Linked DNA regions of Sus scrofa: region 2 is linked to region 1. A link is a contact called in public HiChIP or PLAC-seq data. All regions are on one chromosome and are shown on one strand. The core of a region is the stretch at or near the end of the contact, and the rest is flanking DNA. Distances in the headings are between cores, read along the strand shown. Region 1 overlaps MYOF (myoferlin). Region 2 overlaps PDLIM1 (PDZ and LIM domain 1).

What was found. HiChIP or PLAC-seq counts read pairs in DNA pulled down with a chosen protein or histone mark.
Region 2: a contact with region 1 is called in an H3K27ac HiChIP or PLAC-seq map of alveolar macrophages. The contact joins two enhancer-like sites. A contact is called at or near these places in 1 of 47 Hi-C or Micro-C datasets (embryonic fibroblasts) and 1 of 2 datasets of contacts at active chromatin or transcription factors (alveolar macrophages).

What each region holds. Positions count from the first base shown.
Region 1 is chr14:104,876,549-104,884,085 of Sscrofa11.1, reverse strand. MYOF (myoferlin) reads left to right here. Exons shown (of 54, transcript XM_021073854.1): 6 at 1,021-1,187; 7 at 1,820-1,948; 8 at 5,140-5,202; 9 at 5,285-5,335; 10 at 6,479-6,509; 11 at 7,256-7,371. Among named protein-coding and RNA genes, the nearest start is that of MYOF, 61 kb to the left of the region's middle. Within about 2 kb of position 2,640, at least 11 of the 83 cell types and tissues checked have an H3K27ac peak or open chromatin away from gene starts, as enhancers often do. A contact at or near this core is called in alveolar macrophages, where this site is marked.
Region 2 is chr14:106,765,989-106,772,859 of Sscrofa11.1, reverse strand. PDLIM1 (PDZ and LIM domain 1) reads left to right here. Exons shown (of 7, transcript NM_001315778.1): 4 at 4,515-4,714. Among named protein-coding and RNA genes, the nearest start is that of PDLIM1, 24 kb to the left of the region's middle. Within about 2 kb of position 4,364, at least 25 of the 83 cell types and tissues checked have an H3K27ac peak or open chromatin away from gene starts, as enhancers often do. A contact at or near this core is called in alveolar macrophages, where this site is marked.

The DNA.
Region 1 (7,537 bases), core at 1,391-3,890:
GGAGGTTCAGGATCCAAAGGTAGGGAGTGCAGGTGCTGGTATTTTTTGGACAAGGAGGTTAGTTTTCTAGTCTCTCTTAAAATATATTGTACAAATTACTAGGAGTTCAAACCTTTTGTCTATTACAAAAAAAGTATTACAGAAGTTTGTCACTGAGTTTTAAAGAGTTTCTGAATAAGAGAGGAGAGATAGAAGGCAAAGATGAGTTTTAGATGATTTTATCTGTACATATGTGAAGGCAGCAGGAAGGTCTCTATGGGGAAAGAGCCACCAGATGTACTTGAAGTGGAGGGACATTTATAGGTTCCTCCAAAGAATCAGAAGGAAGTGGGATCTCAGGCATGGGGAGGGAGTTTGCTCTACTGAGCAGAAAATGTCTTTTCCCCTGAGTGTGAAGGAAAGTTAAGGAGATAAATGAGGGGATAGATGTGTGTGGAGGTGACAACCAGTGGATAAAGGGAGACAGCATGATGACCACCGCAGTCTGCTTGGTGAGTTTCTCATCTGCCGTGAGGTCCCCGTGGAGAAGGCACTCATGATCATGAGGCTCAGGGTGAAAGCAGACAAACCCTCAACAGTTAAAAAAAAATCTATGGAAAAGACCTGCGGTAAGAAGGCTGGAGTTGAAGTCTCCCTGCAAGACTCCAGTTTTCCCCAGCTTTTCTCTACCTCACTGTCCTAACCATGGAAAGGCCCCTGACCTCAGCTCGGGGTGGGTTTCCAGGTCAGATCCGAGGAATTTCTGGCAGGGTCCCTTCATTTGCGCCATCTCCTCTTCTCACTGTCCTCACGCCTTTGACGTTCTCCGGGTCACCTTGGAGACAGCTGGAATGAGTGCCCAGATGCGTGGGAACACATCTTCCTAAAGATCTATACCCGAGTCACAACCCCTCCCAAGTCTGTGTCACCAAAAGGTGTCTCCTTCACCTGCCGCCTCGGGAACACGGAAAATTCTCTGAAGTGTTCAGATAGGTACAGGGTGAGGGCCATCTCTGACTGGATCCCTTTTTGGGGTTTTAGGAGAAGAGGAGGAAGATGGCGGTGACGAGGAGGAGTTGGACAATACCATCAAGGTCCCCGGACCCAAGGGCCCAGGAGGGATGGCGTCGGAAGCTCACCTTGCCCGGAGGCTCACCAAAGGGAGGAGCAGCCGGCGGATGCTGTCTAACAAGCCACAGGACTTCCAGGTAGGGATGGCAGAACCCCCACCCCCCCTGCTTTGCACCACTGTGTTGTCCAGCTTCTGGCAATTGTGGTGTTGCTGGGAGGAGCCACTGCCTGTGGGCGGTGATACAACTAGTAAAAAAGGACATCAGGGCATCAACCCAATAGGAAGAGCTCCCCATCTTTCTTCTGCGTGCAGCAGCAGATGTAGTCAATCCAGATGAGGCTCTTCCATGAACTAAAATCCCCTCTAGTGGTAGGAAGAGCTCATCCAAGAATAGAAGCACAGGTATGGCATTTTTCACAGCTCTGGCCACGTCCGTAGGAAACAGCCATGCAGTGAGTTGGTACCTCTACGGATCCAGGAAGACCTGGTAGGAGGCCAGAGTCTGAGCTATGGCCTCTGCCCTGTTCTGTGCTTTCCTAGGCCAGCTGTGGTGTATTGCAGCCCCACTCCTGATCTTGGTTTTGGCAGCCCCACCCCAGTTCCCAGCTTGGAATGAGCATAGGTGGCCTCTCCCAGTCCGAAACATTGCAAAGCTGGCTGGCCTGAGCAGTAGTCGTTACAGGTGAACAAGCAGAGGCAACACCCGAGGATTCTCTTACCTGTCGTGCTCAGACAGGATCAGTGACAACTCCCCTTCTGTGCTTGCAGATCCGTGTCCGAGTGATCGAGGGCCGGCAATTAAGTGGCAACAACATCAGACCTGTGGTCAAAGTCCACGTCTGTGGTCAGACACACCGAACAAGAATCAAGCGAGGGAACAATCCTTTTTTTGATGAGGTAAACGGGCGAATGCACATCCTGTTCTGTGAGTCGGTTTTATTTATACGCACCTTCCTGGCTTCCACACATGGGAGGGGAACACGTGTACAGACTTAACAAACTTCCAGCAAAACTTCTGCACTAAGAACCACTGGATCTTGAAGTCACAGGGCCTCTTTCATCATTGGTTCCTGGAGCTGCTGGTGTCTTTCTGGTGGTTTTGCAACAAAATCAGGACACAGCCCTTCCTCTCATGTTCTCGTGTCCCTTAAAATGGAGCACATGAAGCACTTACATCTGCCTTTGCTCCTTAATTAGCAGGTGTCTCTGATGGAGGACTCGGTGTGACCAAGTAACCCAACTTTTTTAAAGTGTCAAAACCTATTTGCCTATAAAAATAGCATAGGTTTTTTTTTAAAAAAAAAACAATTATGGGCAAAAAGGGTTTTTTTCTCTCCATACAGAGAATATAGCCTGTTCTATTGACTTCTGCAGCACTCTTCAAAAATACTGAGTACCTTGACAGTTGTTTTCAGTACCACGGAACTCCATGATTAGGGCTGTGAAGAGAAATGATAAGTTTGGGCACTTTCTCATAGACCAGTCTTACTCTGTGAGGAGATGCATTTCTGAGCATTCCCAGGCCTCATGCTCTGTTCTCTGAGCCCAGGCCTTTCCTACTGCAGTTTCCTCTCACAGTTCGTCTGGGTTCCTTACAGCTTGTCATCCCAGCCCTGCCTCTGGTGTTGGTTCTGTTTTCTGACCTCTATTCACACAAGGAGCTGGGTTTTTTTGTGTGATGTTCCTGTTTCTTTCCCTTTGTTCAAACTGGCCACCAGCTTTTAGAGGCCCCATCTTCTTCCCGTTTGTAACTTCTCCTTAGATCAATCGCCAATGACAGCCCAGGGAAGTAGTGTCAAAGCTGACTGGAAAATGAGGTCCTGCTGTATAGCACAGGGAGCTACATCCAATCACTTGGGATAGAATATATGGAAGATGATATGAGAAAAAGAATGTGTGTGTGTGTGTGTGTGTATAAACTGGGTCACTTTGCTGTGTAGCAGCAATTGACAGAACATCGTAAATCAACTATAATAAAAAACTTTTTTAAAGCTAACAGGAGAGGTGGGGGCACGGGAAGTGGATTTGGGAAAGGCTAGGAAAGGGTCATGTTGGAGGGCAAGACTGGATTGCCCAGAGCACGAGATACAGATACGGGATGACTTGATGCCTAAGGCATAGGACCTGTCAGTGCATTTATAACGCAGGACAAATATCTATCCAGCTACCCTCTGAGAAGACCGATAGGAATCTCCACCTCAGAATTTTCTATTTTATTGAATTCTTTCGAGATTCGATTTCTTGGCAAAAGGGAAGACTCAGATAACTGAGCCTCTAAACAGAACAATTCATAATCAACAAAAAGATTTTACTAAAAAAATCCCTAGTTTGCTCACATCTTCTTAACCAAGTGATTAAACTTAGTATCACCGATAGTGGGACGAATGGACATGTGTGACCTGATGTGAGATAATGGAAGTACTCAGCATCACCTGTGTCATTTCTTGTCCAGTAGTCAACTTGGCTCTAACAGTAAGGAAACACTGACGCAAACCCAGATTGTGAGATTCCTCAAAGCAACTGGTCTTGATGGAAATAAACAAAATTAAGCTGGGAGTACTGTTCTAAATAAAAGGAAACTGAAAGGATACAAGTGGATACAATGTAAGATCTGAAGTGGATTTGAAAAAAGAAAATCTAAGAATAATTTTCTCAGGACAACTGTAGAATTTTGAAAATTGACTTATTTGTTAAATTTCTTTTTTTCCTTTTTAGGGCCCCATGTGCAGCATATGGAAGTTCCCAGGCTAGGGGTCGAATCAGAGCTACAGCTGCTGGCCTGTGCCACAGCCATGGCAACGCTGGGTTCTTAACCCAATGAGCAAGGCCAGGGATTGAGCCTGTGTCCTCATGGATACTAGTCAGGTTTATAACCTGCTGAGCCACAATGGGAACTCCTATGTTAAATTTCTTGAGTGTGATAATAGTGTTGTCATTATATAGAGAGATGTGCTTGCTCTCAGGAGATATGTGCAAATGTATTTTTCAGACATAAAGTGTTATATTATCTAGAACCGTCTTCCATATAGCTCAGTTAAAAAAAGATAGAGAGAAAGCCAAAAGCCAGTGTCTCAAAATGGTAATAATTGGCCAATGTAAGTGAAAAAGAGTGTTTATTTGCCGTCTTTCAATTTTTTTTTTCCTGTAAACTTGAAATATTTCTAGTTAAAAAGTGGGAGAAAAGAGTCTCAGTTTAAATAAATGCTCAGGAGTTCCCTGGTGGCTCAGAAGGTTAAGGAGACAGTGTTGTCACTGTTGTGGCTCAGGTTTGATCTCTGGCTCAGGAATTTCTGCATGCCATGGGTGCAGCCAAAAAATAAATGCTCCATTTTTCTCTCTTAACATTAAAGTTTACTGACACCTAAAACTTTAGATTTATGGTATACTCAATTTTCTTCTTTTTAACTCCCTACCTCCCTCCCTTCCTTTCTTCCTTTCTCTTTCTTTCCTCACTCCACTCACACCCATGGCATATGGAAGTTTCTGGGCCAGGGATTGAATCCAAGCTACAGCAGGATCCTTTAACCCACTTGGTCGCAGCAGGAACTCCCCCCATTTTATTTTCCAAGAATCGACCTTCTTAAATTTAGCTGTTACAGTGAGTTAAAATGTGGTCCATACTGACCCTGCTGAGGCACTGCCATTATCTAACGGGAAGAGTTGGCTTTAAAGGTGTTTTGTTTAAAAGAACAAAATTAGAGTCATTGGATAGAAATGATAGCATTAAAAATGGTAGAGAGCCTCAACTTTCCAGATCATGCAAGTCCTAAGACATGAAAAAACCTTAGATCTTTAGTCAGTTACTAGATATCTGATCTCAAGTATACAATTTTATTTAGTTAAATAAACCCTACAGTTGTTTTTTAGCCACTTTTCCCTTTTTTCAACCTTCAGAGTTTATCTTGAAGTTCATGACATTTAAATTTCAGGGCCTTTTCCAAGGTCCTACAATGGGTTCAAATAGTCACACCTAATTTGGGATTGTCTGGTGTTTTTTAGGAAAGCCCCTCAGATTGTAGCATCAGACCCCACTAAACCTTAGTCGACTCCAGCTGACATTCAAACATTTTTCTCTTTTGTTTCAACAGCTGTTTTTCTACAATGTCCACCTGACTCCTTCTGAATTGATGGATGAGATCATCAGCATTCGGGTAACGGGTTGGGCATGGGTTGGAAGGCAGATTTCATTGCCAGATGAAGAGATAATCTTTTCACTGTTCTCCTTTCCTCCAGGTTTATAATTCCCATTCTTTGCGGGCAGATTGTCTGATGGGAGAATTTAAGGTGGGTGTCAACTGTCTGTTTCTTTCAGTGCACATCAAAGATGGGCACTTTCGTATTGAAGATCTGATTCCTGGCCAGGTCTCAGGATGCCCATCTTGGTGATGTGTTAAGGTTACGTGTTAGGCATTGATGCTGTGATCCTTGCTGAAGGCTGAAACGATAGCAGGATATGAATACCCCAGAGGCTAGAGACCAGTTGAGTGTCCTCGACCTGGGTCAAGTAACCTTTGAAGTATAGCACTTAGTGCCTTAAAGCACGATGCCAGGAAGCTGCCATATCCGGGCCCTTCCCAGAGTTCCTACTGTGGATGGAAGCCAATACGCAGCTACAAAGGGAAGGGGGCTTGACTCTGGCAAGAAACCCAATACCAGCTCCACTTTTCAGTGACCCATAGCTCTATCTACAAAGCCAGTTGTTGTATATCTGGAGTATGAAAGGCAAGCCAGAGAAGAGAATCAAGGTGCTTTTCTTAGTAACTCACACTGGAATTAATGACAGATTCTAGTGGATGCCTTCTTAGCAGTTCTACATGGAATGAGCTACTTCTTGAAGTTCTAGAAGTTGATCTGGGTCAGCTAGATGGGTATTCATACTCTCACTGCCATCAGCTAGCCATATGTCAACCTCTCTGACCCTTCATTTTTTTTCCTATAGAGTGGGGTCATTGTGAAGACTAGGCGATAGTGTGTAAAGCACTTGCACAGCCCGTGGCACATTGGAGTACCTGGTCAATGGTTATATTAGCATTAGCATTAGTTGGAGAAGGGAGGAGAGTACTGGATAGGTGGCTTCCTATTGGGGGACCAAAGTCCAGGTTTGCCTGGTACTGAGGGGAACCTCTGAATGTGAGACTTTCTGTGCTGCTAGAAAAGTCCCAAACAAACCAGGACACGTTTGTCACCATGTCCCATCCAGCTCTAAGATTGGCTCATTCATGCAAAATGATGGATCGAGGGCCTTCTTTGTGTCACACGTCAGGCAAGGCATTGGGTCTTCAAAGAGGGTAAGACAGAAATGTTGGGTCTCAAAGACATTGCCTAGTCAAATGCCTTATTTTTAAATGTGGTAATAAGGATGGTTTCAAGAAGTGACTAAACTGATTTTAAAATCTGTTTGAAGTACTTTAAATTATTTTTTCCCAGATTGATGTCGGATTTGTCTATGATGAACCTGGTAAGTGATATCCTTGTGTGAATGTGAATTTCTGGGAATCAAGAAATTTGGGGGATCAAGGAATCAAAAACTTTTTTCTTGATTCAGAAGAGGAAAGGATGCTTGGTGGGAACTATAATAGTAGCTTAGCATGAGTGTTTTTTTTTTTTTTTTAAATCTAAGATGATTATCCTAAACAGTCACTAGCAGGTAACTTTTCTGTTCTGTGAGGATATTTTGATCTTATCAAAGTTGAATTATAAAATCAGTTAATTGGGAGTTCCCATTGTGGCCCAGTAGAAACGAATCTGACTAGTATCCATGAGGATGAGGGTTCAACCCTGGCCTCGCTCAGTGGGTCAGGGATCCGGCGCCGGCATTGCCATGACCTGTGGTGTAGGTCGCAGACGCAGCTCGGATCCTGCGTTGACATTGTTTGGCTGTGGCATAGGCCAGCGGCTGCAGCTCTGATTCAACTAACCTGGGAACTTCCATATGTCACAGATTCGGCTCTAAAAAGCAAATAAAATAAGATAAAATTAAATGTAAAAGTTATTAGCTCTTAGAGAGTCTTGTTTGAGGCACACCAGGACAGGATGTGGGTGGGGAGTTGGTGCAAAGCAGCGGACTTAATATAGAGTCTCATCTGGGCAATTTGGCATGTCATGAAGACACATTGGAGGAAATGCTTATTTATTTTACAGCTGAAATCACAGACCTGTCAGCTTCTCTTTAGAGTGTCCCTGTCCTCTTACACCTTATTTTAGGTCATGCTGTCATGAGAAAATGGCTTCTTCTCAATGACCCAGAAGATACCAGCTCGGGTGCCAAAGGTTACATGAAAGTCAGCATGTTCGTCCTGGGAACTGGAGATGAGCCTCCCGTGAGCCCCAAATTCTCTACCTTTACATTTGTTTTTTTTTCTTACCAAAAAAGAGGACCAAGAGTTAGGCAAGTGGGCACCAATAGTTGTGAATCCTTCCAGTCAGTAACCCAACCCCCTAGTTCCTCAGTTTTTCAGAAGCTGTTGTTTTCTTTCCAACAGAATT
Region 2 (6,871 bases), core at 3,115-5,614, 1.9 Mb before region 1:
CAGAGAAAGGCACTGACTCAGCTCGTTATGGATGGCAGCCGTCAATGAATCATGCTGGGGATGCACAGAAGTTTGGATCCTGAGGCCTAGAGCTAGAGGAGCTGCAGGGACATTCTACTAGTAAACCTACTTCTCCAACCCGTTTCCCCCCCCTTACCTTCCTCCCGACCCAGTGCCCTACTCCCTGGTTTCCATGAGCCTTAGGACGGAAATCTCTCGTTTCCTTAAAGTAAGACCTTAAATTTTTTTTTTTGGTCTTTTTAGGGCCACACCCAAGGCAAATGGAGGTTCCCAGGCTAGGGGGCTAATTGGAGCCATAGCCGCCAGCCTATGCCACACCCACAGCAATGCAGGATCCGAGCCTTGTCTGCAACCTACACCGCTGCTCATGGCAACACCAGATCCTTAACCCACTGTGCGAGGCCAGGGATCAAACCTGCGTCCTTATGGGTGCTATTTGGGTTGGTTAACCACTGAGCCAAGGCGGGGACTCCCGTGAGACCTTAAAATTACTAAAATGAAGCGGTATTGGAAAATGTGGTGGTCAATGCAGAATTTGTTGGCCAAATAGAGTTTCCTAGGATGAGAGATTGTCCTAAGCTTCCATATTTGTACATAATACTTAAACTATAAGTGATTTTATTTCTTCTTTAACTACATCTTCTAAATTATCTACAGTGAATGAATATTCTTTAGAAATACAGGGGAAAATGTAAAGATATTTAAAACATTGTGTAAAATTGCTCACACCTCATAATGCTACTTTTCACAAAGTATGGAATAAATTAGTAGATAAATTAATGCGTTATTAGATGTATGTTAGTAGATAGGTTGATAATGGCTTTTGAAAACTTAGATTGGTTTGTGAATCTTATACATTTGGCTCCAACTGAAGATTTGAACTTTAGGGGAGTTCCCGTCGTGGCACAGCAGAAACAAATCTGGCTAGTAACCATGAATTTGCAGGTTCAATCCCTGGCCTTGCTCAGTGGGTTAAGGATCTGATGTTGCTGTGAGCTGTGGTGTAGGTCACACGATGTGGCTCAGATCCTGAGTTGCTCTGGGGTGGCTGTAGCTCCAGTTTGACCCCTAGCCTGGGAACCTCCACGTGTCATGGGTGTGACCCTAAAAAAAAAGAACATTTGAACTTTAATTTTTTTTTTCTAAATTTGGGATATTTTAATTGTTATGGTGTACTGAGCTATAATCAAGAGATAGCATATAGCTACTTACCTTTTACACATAAAACAAACTTGTGTGAAAGTGAACTCACTGGGTGAATTAATGTGGGTGATTTGAATGATTGTATATAAGTGATCTTCTTTCAGTTGGCTTTCATTAAAATGTCAGAAATGAAGTCACACAAAATTTTTCCCATTAATATAATAAAAATCCTACCTAAGAATCCTAAGACTCACTTTAAGGATCATTTTGCATCAGCCATTTCAAAACTGACTTGACTGTATTATTCTGTACAGTTCCTCTAAGGAAAGTTCATAAATATGGCATTCAATCTATAAATTGGCCTTTGTGCAACCTGATTTAAAACATGCCACAGTCAATTCCAATTTCCCAGGGAGTTTTCAATCACTTCATTAAATTTATTATAAATGTTAAGTTTTTTGTTTTTTTTTTGTCTTTTTGCTATTTCTTTGGGCCGCACCCGCGGCATATGGAGGTTCCCAGGCTAGGGGTCTAATGGGAGCTGTCGCTGCCAGCCTACACCAGAGCCACAGCAACGGGGGTTCCAAGCCGTGTCTGCGACCTACACCACAGCTCACAGCAACGCCAGATCCTTAACCCACTGAGCAAGGGCAGGGACTGAACCTGCAACCTCATGGTTCCTAGTCGGATTCATTAACCACTGTGCCACGACGGGAATTCCCATTATAAATGTTAAGTTTTAATGTGTTAAGTGCTCATATGTTTTATGACTTGTAAGGAATGATTTTTGTTTTAATGTGGTCTCTAAAAAGTTTTCACTTCAGTAAGGCAATACTTACCTTACTTTGTCTATGTATTATACTTGAACTTTCATCTTAAACATATAATCTGAGTACCTATATTAATATTTTGAAGGCTGTTTCCTTCAGATTAAAAAAAAAAAAATCTCAAACACTAACGGCTAACTTAACTATAGTTTTCTTTTGATTCTTAGTAATTCTTTGTTCCTATGAAAAACTTCCCACCTCTCATTTTTCCAAAATCTTCAACTTCCAGTCATTCTAAAATAGAGGAATGAGTAAGAGCAGAGTTCATCTATAATTAAAGGATCTGTTCCTTCATGTAAGGCCAGCCAACACCCCAGCTTATCTGAGGTCAGTGTAGTTACACACCTAGTTTATATTTCCTCATTATTGAGTTTCCTTGGAGACTGATAAATACAAAGCCCAAACAATTACATCATCCCTTCCAAAAGGCAGGCCCTGAGTTAACTGCCTGATTTCTGGACAGACTGGTATTCACATGGAATTAGAGATACCCCTTTTATGTACAAAACATATACATTCTTGGGAGATTCTCTATAAAAGTGAAGATCAGAATTTCCAACCTGCATTTTCTTTCTTTCTTTCTTTTCTTTCCTTTTTTTTTGCTTTTTTAGGGCCACACCCGTGGCATATGGAGGTTCCCAGGCTAGGGGTTGAATCAGAGCTATAGCTGCCGGCCTACGCCACAGCCATAGCAACACGGAATCCGAGCCATGTATGTGACCTACACCCCAACTCAGGGCAATGCCGGATCCTAATCTGCTGAGCGAGGCCAGGGATCGAACCCTCAACCTCATGGTTCCTAGTCCAACCTGCATTTTCTATTAACTTCCATTCTAACTGAAAATGAAGGGGATGGCACTCGTTGAATGCCTGCTGTGTGCCAGGCACTGTGCAGTGGCGAAGAGGGAAGTATAACTGGCCCAAAGCCGAACAGGAAGCGACAGGGAAAAAAATGAGCCAAGACAGAAACATAAGGGTTCTTCCCTGGTGCTCAGCCTCCTAAGTTGCTCCTAGGAATTGCTGTGGGGAAGGAGAGACGAGGAAAGAATTGTGATCCTGGCTGCCACTGTCATCTGTCCCACTGTGCTGCTGCATAGTAGTTATGGGGCCTGGGGTTCCAGGCCACCCCCTGAAAGTCTGCAGCTGTTCATAACCACTTATTATCCCTTGGGATAGTTATATTGTAAAACCTATTTAATCACTTTTTGATTACTGCTGAGGTTATTTTAACTAATTTTACTTCCCCTTTTGTGAACAAACTGTCCTAAGCTTTTGTTCCATGTGGACAAAATCATGTCAAGGTAATATAGTTAACCCTCAGTGTTTCCAACTTGTTGAAGAGGGAGCCTATCTGAATCCTTATAATCAAGTTTTCATGTTGTCTTTTAAGTCAGTGCACAGAGAATTAAGCTGGTGGTTTTCATCATTGTGTTTTCTAAGAAAGTATGAAAGAGAAAACAAAAAAAAAAAGGAAGAGCAACAGAGGACAGGAACTCTTTGGGGGGCAGTTGTTTGGGACCTGGGTATTACCAAAAAAAAAAAAAAAAGAAAAAAAAAAAAAAAAGAAAAGGTCAGTGTTCAGGAAGATTTCTGGGAAACCCAGAAAATAGGATGCACCTCAAGTTTAGGGGGCAGCACAGAGGATGCTCTTGCCTTGGAGCCAAGGGTAGATCCACAGTGGCTGAGCAGAGAACACCTTACTAACCAACTCATCAGAAAAGCCTTGATTAAAAAAAATAATAAAATGGGAACGTCAATTTAACAAGTTTTGAGGGGTGTTTATAAAGTAGCTCTGTGGTGATGTAATAATTATCCACCGACTCTAGGCAGTCCAGCTTGGAGGTAGAGGACACTTGCTCAAATTACACAAAGAGGGGAGTATAGGAGCCTCCCCTGGGCACTGCCCTGTAACAGGTATCCCTCAGCCTTCCATCTGATTAGCCTTGGCTTTCTCCCATTAAGAAACAACAGATCCATAATTCCCCTTAGCCCCCTCCTGCCAGAGGACAGAGGCTGCCTAGTCAGCAGCTGCCTCACTGGTGACACCACAGCCCTCTTATCTTACTTGTCTAAACCACTCTGTTCTGGGGAATTTATCTCCACCTTTTATCATCCTCTGCTTTGCACTGAAGGGATGCCGATTCCTCTCTTCCTGGTTCTTAATCCCTCTGGAATGTGCCCTGAAAGGGCGTTTTAGCTCTGACTTGCATCCTGACAGGCCAGGGCATCAAGGGGTATCCTGCCCAGGGGTACCCAGCGGGAGATCAGGCTCTTCTGGGCCTCAGAAAAGAATGAGAAGGCAGAGCTGGTGGGTGAACCCGAATGTGCCCGACTTGTGCAACATCCTGGGTCTTGCCCTGTGTCTGGCGGGTTGGTCAGAGCCCTTCTGCTAGAGTTGGGCCTTGAGCCAGGGCCAGTGATGGCCCATTGAAACACTTCTCCCTCTGGCACTCAGCTTGCAGCGTTCCTGGAGAGCTGCACGTCAGACTCCCCCTTGATTTTTCTTCTGATCTCTGCCTGCAGGAGGTCTTACATATAGGAAGCGCCCACAACCGGAGTGCCATGCCCTTTACCGCCTCACCTGCCTCCAGCGCTTCCCCCAGGATCATCACAAACCAGTACAACAACCCAGCTGGCCTCTACTCTTCTGAAAACATCTCCAGCTTCAACAGTGCCTTGGAGTCAAAGACGGCAGCCAGTGGGCAAGAGACGAATGGCAGAGCGTAAGTAGGCCCAGGCATTCTGCTCTGGCCAGTCCTGGACAGGCTCATTCAGGCAGCGGGGAGAAGGTTCAGCCACTAGCCCAGGGAGAAAGATGTCTACTTTAGCACAGTTCTTTCTGTGTCCATTTTCCTCATGTCCAAAAAGGGGCCAATACCACCTTCCTTGTAGGGTGGTTGTAAAATAAGAAGTAACCTGTAAAATGCCTAGTGCTGTGTTTGGCTACACCGCAGCCACAGCCACACCAGATCTGAGCCGCATCTGCGGCCTACACCACAGTTTGTGGCAATGCCAGATCCTTGACCCGCTAAGTGAGGCCAGGGACCGAACCCACATCCTCATGGATACTAGTGGAGTTCATGACCCTTGAGCCACAACGGGAATTCCTGGGACAAGTACTTCTGGATGAAGTTTTGATGAGGCAGAATTTGCTTTTTTCCCCCTTGGGGTGGCCCAGTAGAAATCATATAAAGAAGTCCACGAGGATAAAAACGTCTGTCCATCGGAAGAGGTTCAGATTTTGGGCGGAGACAGAGGTGGCCTTGCCCAGGGGAGAGGAGGGGCTGCAGGTGGACCGATCTAAGGAAGCATCTTGCTCAGGACTGGGGAGGCCTGTTCCCTTGGCCCCAGCTGCCTCTAAGTCTTCATCCAAAGAATCCTCTGGATCTTCCAGCAGAAGGGGCCCAGTGTCGGCTCCCTCCCAAACTCTTTGAAGATGAATCCAGAAACACTGGGAATCCTGCAGTCCATGGCAAAGAACTGGGCTTGAGTTTGGAGAGTTAGAGATGGGGTCAGTTCTCTGTGGTTAAAACTGGATGGACTAGGTCACAAGTTGCCATCTTATATACCCAAAGGTGGCAAGGGAGATACAGACTCAAGGACAGAGCTGAGTCCCAGCCAGGGGGAGCAGAGTGGCCCATGGCAGCTGGACAGTGCATGCCCATCCAGAGCGGGAGCCACTTGGCTCCAGCCAGTCACTATGTACAGGCCTAGGATTCCCAATTCTGATGATTAATTTCATCAAAACAGTCAGAAAGTCTCTCTTCATCTCCTGATTTTTAGGTGTTGGTGACATATTTATTGGAAAATACCATGTGGTCCAAACTTGAATGATCTTGGAAAGTCCTGCTTGAAATCCTCAGTTCTTTGTTTATTTTAAAAAGTTTTTGGCTGTGCTTGTGACATGTGGCAGTTCCCAGGCCAGGAACCAAACCTGTGCCACAGCAGCAACCCTAGCTGCTGCAGTGACAATTCAGGATCCTTAACCCACTGTGCCACAACACTCTTTTTTTTTTTTTTTTTTTTTTTTAATGAAGTATAGTTGATTTACAATATTGCGTGAGTTTCAGTTATGCAGCAAAGTGATTCAGCTGTATTTAAAATTGTTTTTATATATAATGATTTTTATTTTTTTCAATTATAGCTGGTTTACAGTGTTCTGTTAGTTTTCTACTGTACAGCATGGTGACCGAGTTACACATACATGTATAGATTCTTTTTTCTCTCATTATCATGCTCTATCATAAGTGGCTAGACATAGTTCCCAGTGCTACACAGCAGGACCTCATTGCTTATCCATTCCAAAGGCAGTAATCTGCATCTATTAACCCCAAGCTCCCAGTCCATCCTGCTGCCTCTCCCTCTCCCTTGGCAACCACAAGTCTACTCTCCAAGTCCATGAGTTTCTTTTCTGTGGAAAAGTTCGTTTGTGCCCTATATTTGATTCCAGATATAAGTGATATCATATGGTATTTGTCTTTCTCATTCTGACTTACTTCACTAAGTATGAGAGTCTCTAGTTCCATCCATGTTGCTGCAAATGGCATTACTTTGGTGTTTTTATGGCTGAGTAGTATGCCATTGTGTATATATACCACATCTTCCTAATCCAATTATCTGTTGATGGACATTTGAGTTGTTTCCATGTCTTGGCTATTGTGAATAGTGCCGCAAAGTGATTCAGTTGTATTTTTAAAATTTTTAAATATTTAAAATTTTTTTTCAGATTCTTTTCCATTATAAGTTATTATAAGATATTGAATATAGCTTCCTGGGCTATACAGTAAAACTTTGTTGTTTATTTTTTTTTATTTTTGACTTTATTTTTTTTTTAATTATTATTGCCCCAATACAATTTTTTTTTCTACTGTACATCATGG